Linked DNA regions of Ovis aries: region 2 is linked to region 1. A link is a contact called in public Hi-C data. All regions are on one chromosome and are shown on one strand. Each heading gives the region's core, a stretch centred on a gene start, on an enhancer-like site or on the middle of the called end of the contact. The rest is flanking DNA. Distances are from core to core; before and after follow the strand shown.

Region 1 (6,508 bases), core at 2,498-4,997:
GCTGAGGAAGGCGTCAGAGGGTAAGTAGGTTCATCGGTTAGCAGTTTAAAGCACTTTTATATTTAGTATCATAGACTAGAATGTTTAAAGGATTTTGCAGCGTTAAAACGACAAGACTGGAGGGTTGTGTCTTGCTTCCTGTTGTGTTTGCAGGGTGTGCTTAGGGAGAAGGCTGAGGGCCCAGCTTTGGTTTGGAGGCAGACTTGGGTTGGAGTCCCATTCCCCTCATCGACCAGTTTGGATACTGGGAAAGTGCCTGAGTAAATTCCCCCCAACTTTCTTTTGAGTCTGTGAGTTGAGGGGTGGCCCCGTCTCACAGGATGGCCGAAGTGGGGTTCACCCTCACCAGCACAGTAGTAGGTACTCAGTAAATATAAGCTCTCTCAGCCTGAAGTTGGGGCGGGGAGGCGGGGGCGGGATTCTGATGCACACTCCCACCCACTCAGAGATGCTGACACACTTAAGTGTGTAAGCAGCGTGACCATCTTGTCAGGGAAGCAAATGGCTGTTGGAGAAGGGACCAGTAAAATCACCATCTGGTGTCGCAGCCGGCCTGACAGTCACTCCTGATCTCTGGTTGAGCATATGTGGTGATAGCTTGCACTTAAAAGCTTAAAAAAAAAAAAGCAAAAAAACCCCTTTTCACATCTTGCTCATTTTAATGTTCTGCAGTTTGCCATTCTTCCAAGGGGCCAATGAGGCCAGTAAAACTTGAGTGCCTCCCCCTGTCCTCACTTTCATAGGCTAGAGGAAGGTATTTGAAAGTCCTTCATTGTGAAATATACAGAGAAGTACACTATTGTTGTGTATGTGTGTCTTTTTCTTCGTTTTTTTTCTTCCCCCCTTCATTAAGAGCATGAAAAGAAACTTGTTTACCGTCTGAGTCTTGAGTTGCCTTCAGGCTAAAAAAAAAAACTGATGACCAATCTGTTTTCTAATTATCAAAGGACACAATTACAGCAGGCTTGGATTTTTAATCTAGGTTTATCAAGTCTGATGGCAGATGCATCATTTTAAAAAAACAAAACAAAACTTGTTGCTTTAGGGGGCAGCCAAGAGTTATTTTACTTTAAACGGCCATATTCTGATTTAATGGCTTGGAGACATTTCTCAGTTGTGGGCAACAACATGTATGAGATTCTAGTGGCAAAACCAACAGCCCACTGGAGCCTGCCTTCCTCATGAGCTTTCCCTGTTGGTGGAAGCCCTTCTGTGAAATTTTGCATAAAGATCAGATGACAAAATGTAGCTCCTTACAGAAGCAGTAACTGCTTTGAAATTATCATAAATCTTTGTTGATTATGTATAATTGGGTATCTTTTTATACTAATTACTTGCATTTAATTTCACTATCTGTTTAAGCAGTGGCGATGGCTTCCATATTGTCTCAGAGTCAGAAGCAAAGCAAGACAGCCCTGGTGTTGCCTTTTTTAAGTCTTCCAATTTATTATATACTTTGGAGGAATGTTATTTGTGCCAGAACATTATGAATGTTGGGAAACCAGTGCTTGGAAATACATGTTGATTTAATGATCAAACTGAATTTGCTGAAAAGGGAAGATGTGAATTACAGAATTCTAAGGCAGTCCATGGGGTCGCTGAGAGTTGGACACGACTCGGTGACTTCACTTTCACTTTCCATTTGCATGCATTGGAGAAGGAAATGGCAACCCACTCCAGAATTCTTGCCGGGAGAATCCCAGGGACGGTGGAGCCTGGTGGGCTGCCGTCTATGGGGTCACACAGAGTTGGACACGACTGAAGCGACTTAGCAGCAGCAGCAGCAGCAGCAGCAAGATGTGTCAGTCTTTTGCCTTCTGCTTAGAAAAGTAGACCGGGGCCTCCCTAGCAGCCCAGTGGTTAAGAAAACGCACTGGTGCTGCAGGCGGCAGAGCTTTGGTCCCTGGTTGGGGAACTAAGACCCCACATGCTGAGAGATGTGGCCAAAAAAAAAGGTAGAGCCTCTTCTGTTGTTTTTGTTTTTACAAGGGGTTTAATTGTCTTTCTGGAGAGGGAGCATGCAGCTAACAGGGTTGATGTGTAAAGATATGAGGACTTTGGTCACTAACTGCTGTCATCTGAATCAAGCACTCTGTATGCTGTGGGGTGGGGTGTGAGCTCCAGAGTCAGGCTGCCTGGGTTTGAATCCTTGCCTGTCACTTCAGAAGAGCTCGACTCAATTCTGCCTCCGTTTTCCCATCTATAAAATGGGGTAATAATAGTACCTGTTGTGGCAGTTGTGAAGATGAGATGCATTTTTAAACAAGCAGTACCCAGTGTGAGGGAAATGCCTTATGATAAAGTTGAGCTCCTCAGGCTTCCTGCTGTGGGCAAGTCACCCCTCGTGGTTTGTTTTTGGTGCCAAGTGAAAGTGAAGTCACTCAGTTGTGTCCAACTCTTTGCAACCCCATGGATTGTAGCCTACCAGTCTCCTCAGTCCATGGAATTTTCCAGGCAAGAGTACTGGAGTGGGTTGCCATTCCCTTCTCCAGGGGAGCTTCCCCACCCAGGGATTAAACCTGGGTCCCACATTGCAGGCAGACGCTTTGCCATCTGAGCCACCAGGGAAGCCCTTGGTGCCATGAGGGGTTTAAAACGGGACATCAGGTCACAGTCTCTGTGCGTCAAGGCAGAGATCAAGCCATCAGGTCTGATAAGTGGAGCAGGTGAAAATAGATGCTCAGCTGACTAATAATCAAGGAAGGGAAACAGTTGGAAAAACTACTGAGAACATAGAGTCCTGGGTTTACATTTTCTTAGCTGTTCTGTGACTCTGAATTATTAATTTGTAAGTTGGGAAATCAGCTAACCTTTTTGGGCCTCAGCTTTCCCACCATCAATGAGATGGAAAGAATGCAGTTGGAGGACACACAGTGAATGAACTTGAAAACACGCCCAAACTCCAAGACAGAAAGCCGCCTTCTCCACTGTCCCTCGATGGACGCGAAGAATCCAGTTGCATCATGGAGATGCCGTGGTTGCGGATTTGTCCTTGGAACTGAATTTACTTAGGGTCCTTTGAGCAAGCTAGCTACATGTTTATATAAACCAAAATGCTATATAGATGGTTCTGGTTGCTGGGCTTATGGGTGTTAATGTTTTTGTTTCCATACTTAACTGTTCCCACATAAATTGCTTTTGTAATCAGGAAAAAAAAATTAGAGTGTGATGTTAGTGTGAAACCTTAGTTAAAAAAATCATAAATAGCGAGTGCCTTCTGTGGTCAGGGCATGGAGTCCACCAGGACTTTGGATTGTAGCCCACCTCTGTCCATGGGATTTTCCAGGCAAGAATACTGGAGGGGGTTGCCATTTCCTCCTCCAGGGGATCTTCCCAACCCAGGGATCGAATCTGTGGCTCCTGCATTGCAGGTGAATTCCTTACCTGCTGAGCCATCAGACAGAGTTAAATGAGACATTGTCCTCAGCCTCTCCGTGGCCACAGATAAACGTAATTCGATGAGACAGATGCCACGGGAGCCCCGGGCAGGGAGATAAGGATGGACAACTCCGTGGAAATGACTTTGTGGTTTTCTCTCATTTTGTGTCTCGTCCACTGTGCTCCAGGTACCGTTGGCTACCCAGCAGAAGAGGAGGGGTGTCGGGGTTTGGTGTGCCCCCAGCTAGCATGAGGCGAGCAGCCGATCAGAACGGCGGAGGCGGTCGGCACAACTGGGGCCAGGGCTTTCGGCTCGGGGATCAGTGAAGGAGCGGCCTCTGGCCTGCCCACCAGCCTTTCCACTCAGATGACGTTTCCTCCCAGCTCGGGGTGACCTTCACCACTGAGTTCTAGCTGATGCTGTTGGATCTGACCCACACTGAATGTAGTCTTTCAGAACAAGACAACAGTTTTTTAAATCCTGGAAAAAAAAAAAGAGTGTTCCTCGAGTTTCATGATTCTCATTCAAGTCCTTACTGCTAAGAAGAACAAATTATCAACTGTGCAAATTTCAGAACTGGCCGTATTACCATTATTAGTAGTATTATTTTTTGATGTCTTTTTTTCCTTTTCCATCTGAGTGATGGGTTTTGGCAGGTCCGGCTCTGCCGGCAGCAAGCTGGGTGTCTGGCATTGGGTCACCAGACCCCGTCCACGGGGCTCTTACCTCTTCCTCGCACACATGTCTCCTTCCTCCCCCCCGTCACCCCCTATTCCCAGCTAGAGGAGTCTGCCCGGAAAATGGTTCTGCCTCTGACCAGCTCTTTATTTATTGACCTTTGCCACGGCTTGGCCACAGAGACCTGTTGACAACGTTTCACAGTGGCAGAACTGTAACCCTAGGGCAGAAGCCAGAGCAGTGGACGAAGAGCTTCCTTGGCCTTTGGAATTGCCATGACCTGCTGTCAGTTGTCACCGTTTGCCACCTCACCAGCTATTTTGGTTAAAAAAAAAAAAAGCACTGCTGAGTCAGTGAGGACTCCAGATCGGTATTAATGAGGCATGAGAGTCATTGCTTAACTTATCCTAAGTTAAGTGATCAAAACTCTAGTGGAGTTGCACCTTTCATAGAGTCTGGGTTTAACCCAGGGCAGGCAACTGTGTAGGGCGCTGTGTGTACCCAGAGTAGTGAATTTGCATTGTGCTAGAAAATTCCAGCTCATATTGGCCACAGGGAGGCCTCGTGGAAAGGCACCTGGTCATTGATCCTACTTTGTTCTCATTCTGGGTATGTGTTTATTGAGTAGAGTGGAGGGGAGAACTTTAAACTCTATTTAAGTTGTCTTTTTTTCCCGGGGGGGGTGTAAACCAGCCCCCCATCTACACCCCCATGGCCATATGCTTCAGTTAGTTGTGAGGAGGGTGCAGCTCCTTGTATGTAGATCTTATTTCAGGAGGTGTTATAAGCACATCTAAGTGAATCCCATAATTCTGGGTTGTAATGGCTTTAGACTCATCTGTATTTGAAGGGCTTTTTTATTTTGAGTCATGAAGGTACATCAGACCAACTTCAATACCCACAAGTCTTCCCTCCCGCCCCCCTGCCAAGGTGGGCTTTTTCCATCAGAGCTAGGCTTGTCACCAAATAGTTTTTTATTTTGAAGGCTATGATGTTTCCCACAGTTTTCTTGTTTTATATTTTTATTCTGAAAGTGAACTGCTAGGAGCAGTGCTGAGTGGCTGCCATACTCCCAGCCAACTAAAAAGGCTCTGAACATTGGCCCTGTGGTTCTGTACAGGAAGCACTGTGCACTAGTAGGCTGGCTTTTTGCCCCACTCTGAAGCAGTGATGTGTGTTATTCTAGGAAATGGCGATTTGAAAACAGCTCCTCGGTTTTCATGAGGTTTGTTTGCGTGTACCTCTCCATATTTAATTTATATGATAACCCAGGAGACGGGGAGAATATGAACCCCAGCTGTCACGTGTTCTGCTGTTGACCTGTGGCCACAATAAAATTTACTTGTGAAATTTTAAAAGCCCTTCTTCCTATTATGTCGCCCTAGCACCCACCAAGCAGGAGTGGAGACTCGTGTGTGTGTGTGTGTGTGTGTGTGTGTGTGTGTGTGTGTGTCTCTGTGTAAGAAGAATCTCATGGTAAGTGAGCTAGTTTCCTGCACGCCCTCTCAGCAGCTCAAATGCCCAAGAGCAAGAGTCTTTCTGAAGGTTCCAAGTATTGTTTAGAATTCTTCAAGGCCAAGTGTTCACTACATTTTTCCTTTCAAGCAAATTTAAGAAGCTGATAATCTTATGAATTTTTGTCTCAGAATAATTTTTGCTATGCAAGCTATTTGAGATTTGCTTTGGCAAGGCAAGACATGATAGTGGATTCTCTCTGTGAAAGGGAAAAGAAATCCTGATTTTGTATAGAGATTCTTTTTTTGTAACTAATCTTTTTATTGGTAAAAACTATAAATTAAAACATACAACTTGATGGTCGTGTCTTAAGTTTCTGTATCGCTGCTCTGCTGTCTCTTTAGATGGGATGTTGTTTATGTAGCCAGTCATCTCTCGGTGTCCAGTGTGTGTTGCTGTGATAGCCACACAGCAAACGTTTTGGTAGCTGTTTTCGTTCACATGCTGGAAAATACCTGTAGGATTCATTCTTGGAAGCAGGGTTTATAGGTTTTCATTATAATGAAGCAGGATGGGGCTTCCCTGGTGGCTCATGGTAAAGAGTCTGCCTGCCAGTGTAGAAGACGGGTTCCATCCCTGATCAGGGAAGATCCCACATGCCACAGAGCAGCTAAACCCATCCACCACGATTGCTGAGCCTGTGCTCTGTAGTGCTGCATAGAGCCCAGGAACCACAACTATGGAACCTACGTGCTGCAGCTACGGAAAGCTGCGTGTTCTAGAGCCTGTACTCCACAGTAAGCGCAGCCACCATGATGAGGTGCCGTGCACTGCAACAAAGAGTAGTCCCTGCTTGCCACAACTAGCAAAAAGCCTGCACAGCAACGAAGACCTGGCAGAGCCATAAATAAAACTTTACATGAAAAATAACGAAGCAGCATGCTTCAGAACATCGGATCAGGGGTTATATCTGATTGCAGTATGCTTTATGGCATT
Region 2 (6,508 bases), core at 1,284-3,783, 150 kb after region 1:
TCCATGGATTTGGATCCAAGTTTATGGGGCGACAATGCAGAAGTCCCAGCTGGGCTGCTCTTCCCACATCCACACCCCGACGGGCATGCCACCTCTCAGAAGTCCAGGAAACTCCAGACATGCTGTGGGAGGGGAGACGGAGGACCCCAAACGCGCCTCAGCTGGGTCCACAGGCATCAGGCTCTGACACCCCCGGTGGCCACGTAAAGTTCGGCCCCGGTGCTGACAGTGCAGCTGGGCCGGCTCCCCAGCGGGTCTCCTGGCTTGGCCCTGCCCCCCCAGCACCTGTCCTCAGCAGACCTCTCCTCCACACTCAGGAAGCTTCCAGGAAACCGTGACCAGTTCCCCTCGGCCCTGGTTCCCCCAACAGGCTGTACATCTGGTTGTGACTCACAGCGCTGGATTTCCGCCCGGGGCCCTGCATCTTGAGTGGGGCGCCCAGTCTCCAGAACGAGCAGCCTGCCCACCCGGCCGTGGCAATGGGGGCTGCTGCCTCATCAGCTCACACCGAGCTCATCCATGGGGCGCCTTGGGCTCATCCATGGGGCGCTTGGGCTCCTGGCCTGACACTGCTCTCTAACTGGGCTCAGACCTGAGCAATCTCTGAAGGTCCCTCAGATTCCAGGCTCTTCAACTGAACTCCCCTCTCCCTGCAGGGATGCTCGCTGGCCCCTAACCCCAGCCGCAACGCCAAATCTTCCTCCTCCCCTGTCCTGCTGCCCCCAGCACTCCAGTCAAGGCTCTGCTCCCCTTTGACAGCTGGTTCAGCTCCGCCCTGCTCCAGGGCTGGAGGGCTGGGCCGAGGTCCTGTGTCCCCGCAGGGTGGTGGCCTCCGAGGGTGGGGTCGCGTTCCTTGTGACAGCTGCTTGTGCGGGCACCCAGTGTGCCCACTTTCAGGCCTTCACAACTGCCGCTTCCCCACCCGGAAGACTCTGCCCCAAGTCTTTGGCCTCAGCTTCTTGTCCAATTCACCTCCCCAGTGAGGGCTTTCCTCCCATCCTGCCCTCTGCCTGTTTTATTTCTTCACAGCTCATGTCCCATTTGCCAACAACTGACTTGCTTGCTACCTGATCACACATTTCCTTGTTTACCATCTGGCTCTTTGAGGAAGAATGAGAAGAAGGCATCACTCTGTCCTGCTCGCCACCAGATACCCCACACCCGGCTCAGAGCCCAATACCCGGAGGATGCACTCAGTAACTGTTCCTCCAGTGGGGTCCCCAGTGATGCTGGGCCTGGTGGACAGGCCTGGATCTGACTTCACCCCCACACAAGCCCTGTGTGGTCAGTATCACTGTCCTCCTTTCATAATAAGGTGTGCGAGGCTCAAAGAAGTTGGGTAGAGGGTCTGAGGTCACTCGGCCAGCAAGTGGAGCTAGGTATCAAACTTGAATTTGCCTGATAGGAAAGTCCGTGATTTTGACCAATGGACTCTGCTGTTTGCCTTCGGTGTTTTCCGAATCCCCACAGTGAGGACACAGGAAAGACCTGTGGATTGAATGATCTGCACGCCATGTGATATGGACTGAATGTGCGTCCTCCACACCCTGAATTTATATGCATGCGTGCTGAGTCGCTTCGGTCGTATCCAACTCTTTGTGACCCCATGGACTGTAGCCCACCAGGCTCCTCTGTCCATGGGATTTTCCAGGCAAGGATACTGGAGTGGGCTGCCATTTCCTAGTGCAGGGGATCTTCTTGACCCAGGGATCAAACCCACGTCTCTTACGGCTACTGGATTGGCAGGCCGTTTCTTTACTACTTGGGAAGCCATGTTGGAGCCCTAACCCCAGTGTGACTGTGTTTGGAAATGGGACTTCTAACGGTGGTTAAATGAGGTCATAACAATGGGGGCCTGATCCCATATAATTAGTGTTCTTAGAGACACCAGAGAGCTTGCTCTCTCCGAGTACAAAAACCGAGCAGAGGCCATGTGAGGATGCAGCTAGAAGGTGGCCGCCTACAAGGAAGAGAGTCATCACCAGAAACGGAAAGGAATGGAACCTTGCTCTTGGCCTTCCAGCCTCCAGAAACGGGAAGAAAATAAATTTCTGATGTTTAAGCCACCCATTTTATGGCATTTTGTTACAACAGCTCAAGCAGACGAATACAGCTTTTTTTTTAACGGAAGCCAAATTGCCAGGTCTAGGAAGGTAAGTCCTCCTTGTCTCCTCTCTTCCTCTCTCCCTCCTTCGTTTACGCACCGACATTGGAGTGAAGCACTAGAATCCCCGAGGAGCTCCCAGGAGCCTCAAACTGGCGGCCCATGGTTGGAACACCAGCCGCAGAGCTGTTTTGTTGGGCTGGCACGTATTTTTTAAAAACCACAAGGAAATCAGAAAGCTCTTAGTCTGGTCCTTGCGCAAGCACACTGCTCCTTGCTGTAACTGTCCCTCTCTCTGAGGCCGGGGTTTGGTGCCAGGGACAGCAGGTGAGCTAAGCAGCAAAGACACATGGTTCAGGGTGCCCTGGGGCAGAGTGACACTGGGCAGGGAGAAGGGCGTGGGGGACGGTGAGTCACTGGAGGCTTCAGGGAGCAAGTGGCTTTGGCCTGGTCCCTGGAAGGTGGACAGGAAGTCACCAGTCAGAAGAGGAAGGATGGTGCATTCCAAGGAAGGCAGTGGAGAGGCTAGGTGCAGGGCAAGGGCATGGCCTGAGTAGTGTGGTTGTGCGTGGCTGAGCGTGAAGGTGAAGGGGCTAGGACATGGACTGGAGGGATAAGTGCCTCGGGCTCAGGGGCCCCTGACACCACCCCAAGAAGTTTGAGCACTGTCCTCTATCCAGGAGTCACGACCAGGAGTCCCGGCAGGCTTTAACCAGGAGGGGTCACCAGACAAGCTGAGTTAACACAGGCGGATGCTGGGTTAACCACTTCCTCACTGTGTGATTACATGCATGGGTCGCCCTGGAGCCATGTGGCCTCAGGCCCCTCATCTGTAAAACGGGGGTCACAGTGCTATGCATCTCAAAGGGGTGTTGTGGGGACTGTGTGCATGCTCAGGCACTCAGTCATGTCCAGCCCTTTGCGACCCACTGGACTGTAGCCTGCCAGGTTCCTCTGTCAATGGGATTCCCCAGGCAAGAACACTGGAGTGGGTAGCCGTGCCCTCCTCCAGGGGATCTTCCCAACCCAGGGACTGAACCTGCATCCCCTATGTCTCCTGCATTACAGGCAGATTCTTTACCCACTGTGCCACCTAGGTTAACTGGGGTTAATAAGTGTACTTATTCCCAAGGTTGGTTTGGGGAACTTAATGAGTTAATAAGTATAAAGCACTTGGAATGTCCCTAGCACCTGGTGAGACTCAGGGAGTAAGAGTTACTATTAAAACTGCTTAAGGACACAGGTTATCTCAGTGGTAGAGTTGAGAATGCATCTCTGCACCGCCCCACACTGAAATATTTGATTCTTATCAACACATCACGTTTACTCAAGGCGGAAAACGGACTGACCTGTTTTTGGAATAAAGGGCACATTCATGCAGCCTGAGTGCCCCATTTCCAGAACATTCCAGGCCACCGAAGGCTGACAGTAAAAACTCAATGGAGCAACAGGGCCTCTTGGACATGCTTCTTTCCCTCTCATGTTGTACTGTCTAGGGAGGCAGTAAAAAAAGCTCTCACAATTTGAAAAATTGAACAGGAAGGAGACCCAGATAATTTCGGAGCAATCTGCGTAGGCGTGCTGCGCTTGGCTACTGTCGCCCTGGTGCACCCCCATCGCACGCTTCCATTTCCAAAGGTCTGTCACTACAGTCTTTCGTTTCTGCCTCCTGACAGATGGTGATTCGGAAAGTGGGTTCCGGCAAGAGACTAGTTGGTTCAGATCTTTTTGCTACCCATCTTGAGTTCAGCAGTCCAGGGACATTTATTTATTCTTGCGCCCGACAAAATGAGGAGGGGACCACATCAACGCCAATGGCTGTTGGGAGAGCTGGCAGACACACACAAAACCAGAGCCCTGCGCGTAATCACTCCCTCATCCAGAAAGTGCTTCTCACGAGCTTAACAGCTACTCGGGGCTGAGGACTCGACAGCCATCAGAACCCAGCGTCTCCTTCCAGGAGTGTGACGAGGGAGGGTGGACGATGCGACAGGCAAGTAAACAGCCAGGGCCAGGGAGCCAGATGTGCTTTGGGGAAAAAAAAAACAACAGAAGATGGTGGAGATTCGAGAGGTTCTGGCTGAGCTATGACCCTGAAGTGGCCAGGCAAGGCCTCCATGACAGCGTGTCTTCTAAGCAGAACCCGAACGACACGAGGGAGATCTTTCCCACAAAGATAATGGGGGAAAGTGTTCTAGACTAAGAAGCAGCAAGGGCAAATGTGTGTGCGTTGCTCAAGGCTGGTGGCAGAGGGAAAGGTGATGTACCTGGGATTACCATAAGGACTTTGGCTTTTGCTCTGAGATGGGGCAACCAGTGTAGGGTTTGGGGTAGCAACCTGACAATCTGACCTGCGTTTTTAAGAAGTCTGTAGTTTTTGAGGAGAGGAGACAGTCAGGGTTTTGTGCATGAAGTGACCGGAGGGCTGCAGCTGAAAGGGGCTGAGAGGACAGCCAACAGCAACTGCAATGACCCACGTGCGAGCTGATGGGGCTTGAACCGGGAGACGGGGATGGAGGTGGCAGGGAGCAGTACCATGGGGCTGACTATGACCCCAGAGGTGGCATTCATGGCCACCAAAATGGGAACAGTGCCCCATGGAGGGGTGTGATGTGGTGATCCTGGGAGACGGCAGTCATACTGGGGATATATTTTGAAGGCAGAATAGACAGGACTTATTAGGTGTAATGAAGTGGGAGAGAGGAAGAGGAAACCAAGATTATTTAAACAGAGGTATCCATTTTTTGAGAGGTTGAAGAATGAGAGTCAAGAGTTAGTTTTAGATGTGTTCAGTTTGGAAAGCCTCTTCACAAACGTTAGGGATGGTAGTGAAGATGATGGTGATGGTGGTGATGATGGTGGTGGTGGTGGTGGTGGTGGTGATGGTGATGGTGGTGATGGTGATGGTGGTGGTGGAGATGGTGGTGGTGGAGATGGTGGTGGTGATGGTGGTGATGGTGGTGGTGGTGGTGATGGTGGTGGTGGTGATGATGGTGATGGTGGTGGTGGTGGTGGTGGTGGTGGTGGTGGTGATGGTGGTGGTGATGGTGATGGTGGTGGTGATGGTGGTGGTGATGGTGATGGTGGTGATGATGGTGGTGGTGGTGGTGGTGGTGGTGGTGGTGGTGATGGTGGTGGTGGTGGTGGTGGTGATGGTGATGGTGGTGGTGATGGTGGTGGTGATGGTGGTGGTGGTGGTGATGGTGGTGGTGATGGTGATGGTGGTGGTGATGGTGGTGGTGATGGTGGTGGTGATGGTGGTGGTGGTGATGGTGATGGTGGTGGTGATGGTGATGGTGGTGGTGATGGTGGTGGTGATGGTGATGATGGTGGTGGTGATGGTGGTGGTGATGGTGGTGGTGATGATGGTGGTGGTGGTGATGATGGTGGTGGTGATGGTGGTGGTGGTGGTGGTGATGGTGGTGGTGATGGTGATGGTGGTGGTGATGGTGGTGGTGATGGTGATGGTGGTGGTGATGGTGGTGGTGATGGTGATGATGGTGGTGGTGATGATGGTGATGGTGGTGGTGATGGTGATGGTGGAGGTGATGATGGTGATGGTGTGGTGGTGATGGTGGTGGTGATGGTGGTGGTGATGGTGATGATGGTGATGGTGGTGGTGATGGTGGTGGTGATGGTGATGGTGGAGGTGATGATGGTGATGGTGGTGGCGGTGATGGTAATGATGGTGGTGGTGATGGTGGTGGAGGTGATGGTGATGGTGATTATGAAATGATGACTTGGTGTGGATTATGACACAAGCAAACACTGAAGGTTTGCTGTGTGCTGGGCATAGCGCAAAGAACATGAGATGCATGAATCTGTGTAATCTCCATTGTCATCCTCATTTAGTAAACCAGTGTAGTGGGTTGAACTGTGTCCCTCTCCCCCAGTGATATGTCTATGTCCTAGTCCCCAGGACCTGTGAATGTAACCTTATTTGAAAAGAGTCTTCGTGGGTGCAACTAAGTAAAGGCTCTCAAGATGAGATCATTTTGGCTTCTCCAGATGGCCCTAAATTTATCAGCAAGGGGCCTCATAAGAAACACCTGGAGAAGAACCCACCTCTGGAAGGTGACGGTGAAGGCAGAGGCGGAGCTGGGAGGGATACAGACACAAGGCACACCAACAACTTCTAGAGGCTGGAAGAAGCAAGGAAGGACCCTCTCCTAGAGCCTCCAGAGGGAGCAGGGCCCTGCTGACTCTGGATTTTGGACTTCCGGCCTCCAGAACTGAGAGGTTCGAGTTTTGTTAAGCCACCCAGTCTGTGGTCCTCTGTTACAGCAATCACAGGAAACTAAAACAACAAGGAAAGCCCAGCGCAGAGAGATGAAGTCACTTGCTCAAAGGCACGCAGGAAAAGAGCCGCAGAGCCAGGAATGTTTGCCTTCAGAGCCACTCACT

The links. A called contact is a pair of places that touch in the nucleus more often than the background predicts.
Region 2: a Hi-C map of muscle shows a contact between it and region 1, with 3 times the contacts expected there. The contact joins two enhancer-like sites. A contact is called at or near these places in 4 of 16 Hi-C or Micro-C datasets (hypothalamus, muscle and tail adipose tissue).

Annotation. Positions count from the first base shown.
Region 1 is chr9:29,763,379-29,769,886 of ARS-UI_Ramb_v3.0, forward strand. It overlaps DERL1 (derlin 1), which reads left to right. Exons shown (of 8, transcript XM_004011662.5): 8 at 3,567-5,870. The coding sequence ends at 3,705. Among named protein-coding and RNA genes, the nearest start is that of TBC1D31, 22 kb to the left of the region's middle. Within about 2 kb of position 3,748, at least 5 of the 54 cell types and tissues checked have an H3K27ac peak or open chromatin away from gene starts, as enhancers often do. A contact at or near this core is called in muscle, where this site is marked.
Region 2 is chr9:29,911,103-29,917,610 of ARS-UI_Ramb_v3.0, forward strand. It overlaps ZHX2 (zinc fingers and homeoboxes 2), which reads right to left. Exons shown (of 6, transcript XM_060393695.1): 2 at 3,454-3,596. Among named protein-coding and RNA genes, the nearest start is that of ZHX2, 70 kb to the right of the region's middle. Within about 2 kb of position 2,534, at least 8 of the 54 cell types and tissues checked have an H3K27ac peak or open chromatin away from gene starts, as enhancers often do. A contact at or near this core is called in muscle, where this site is marked.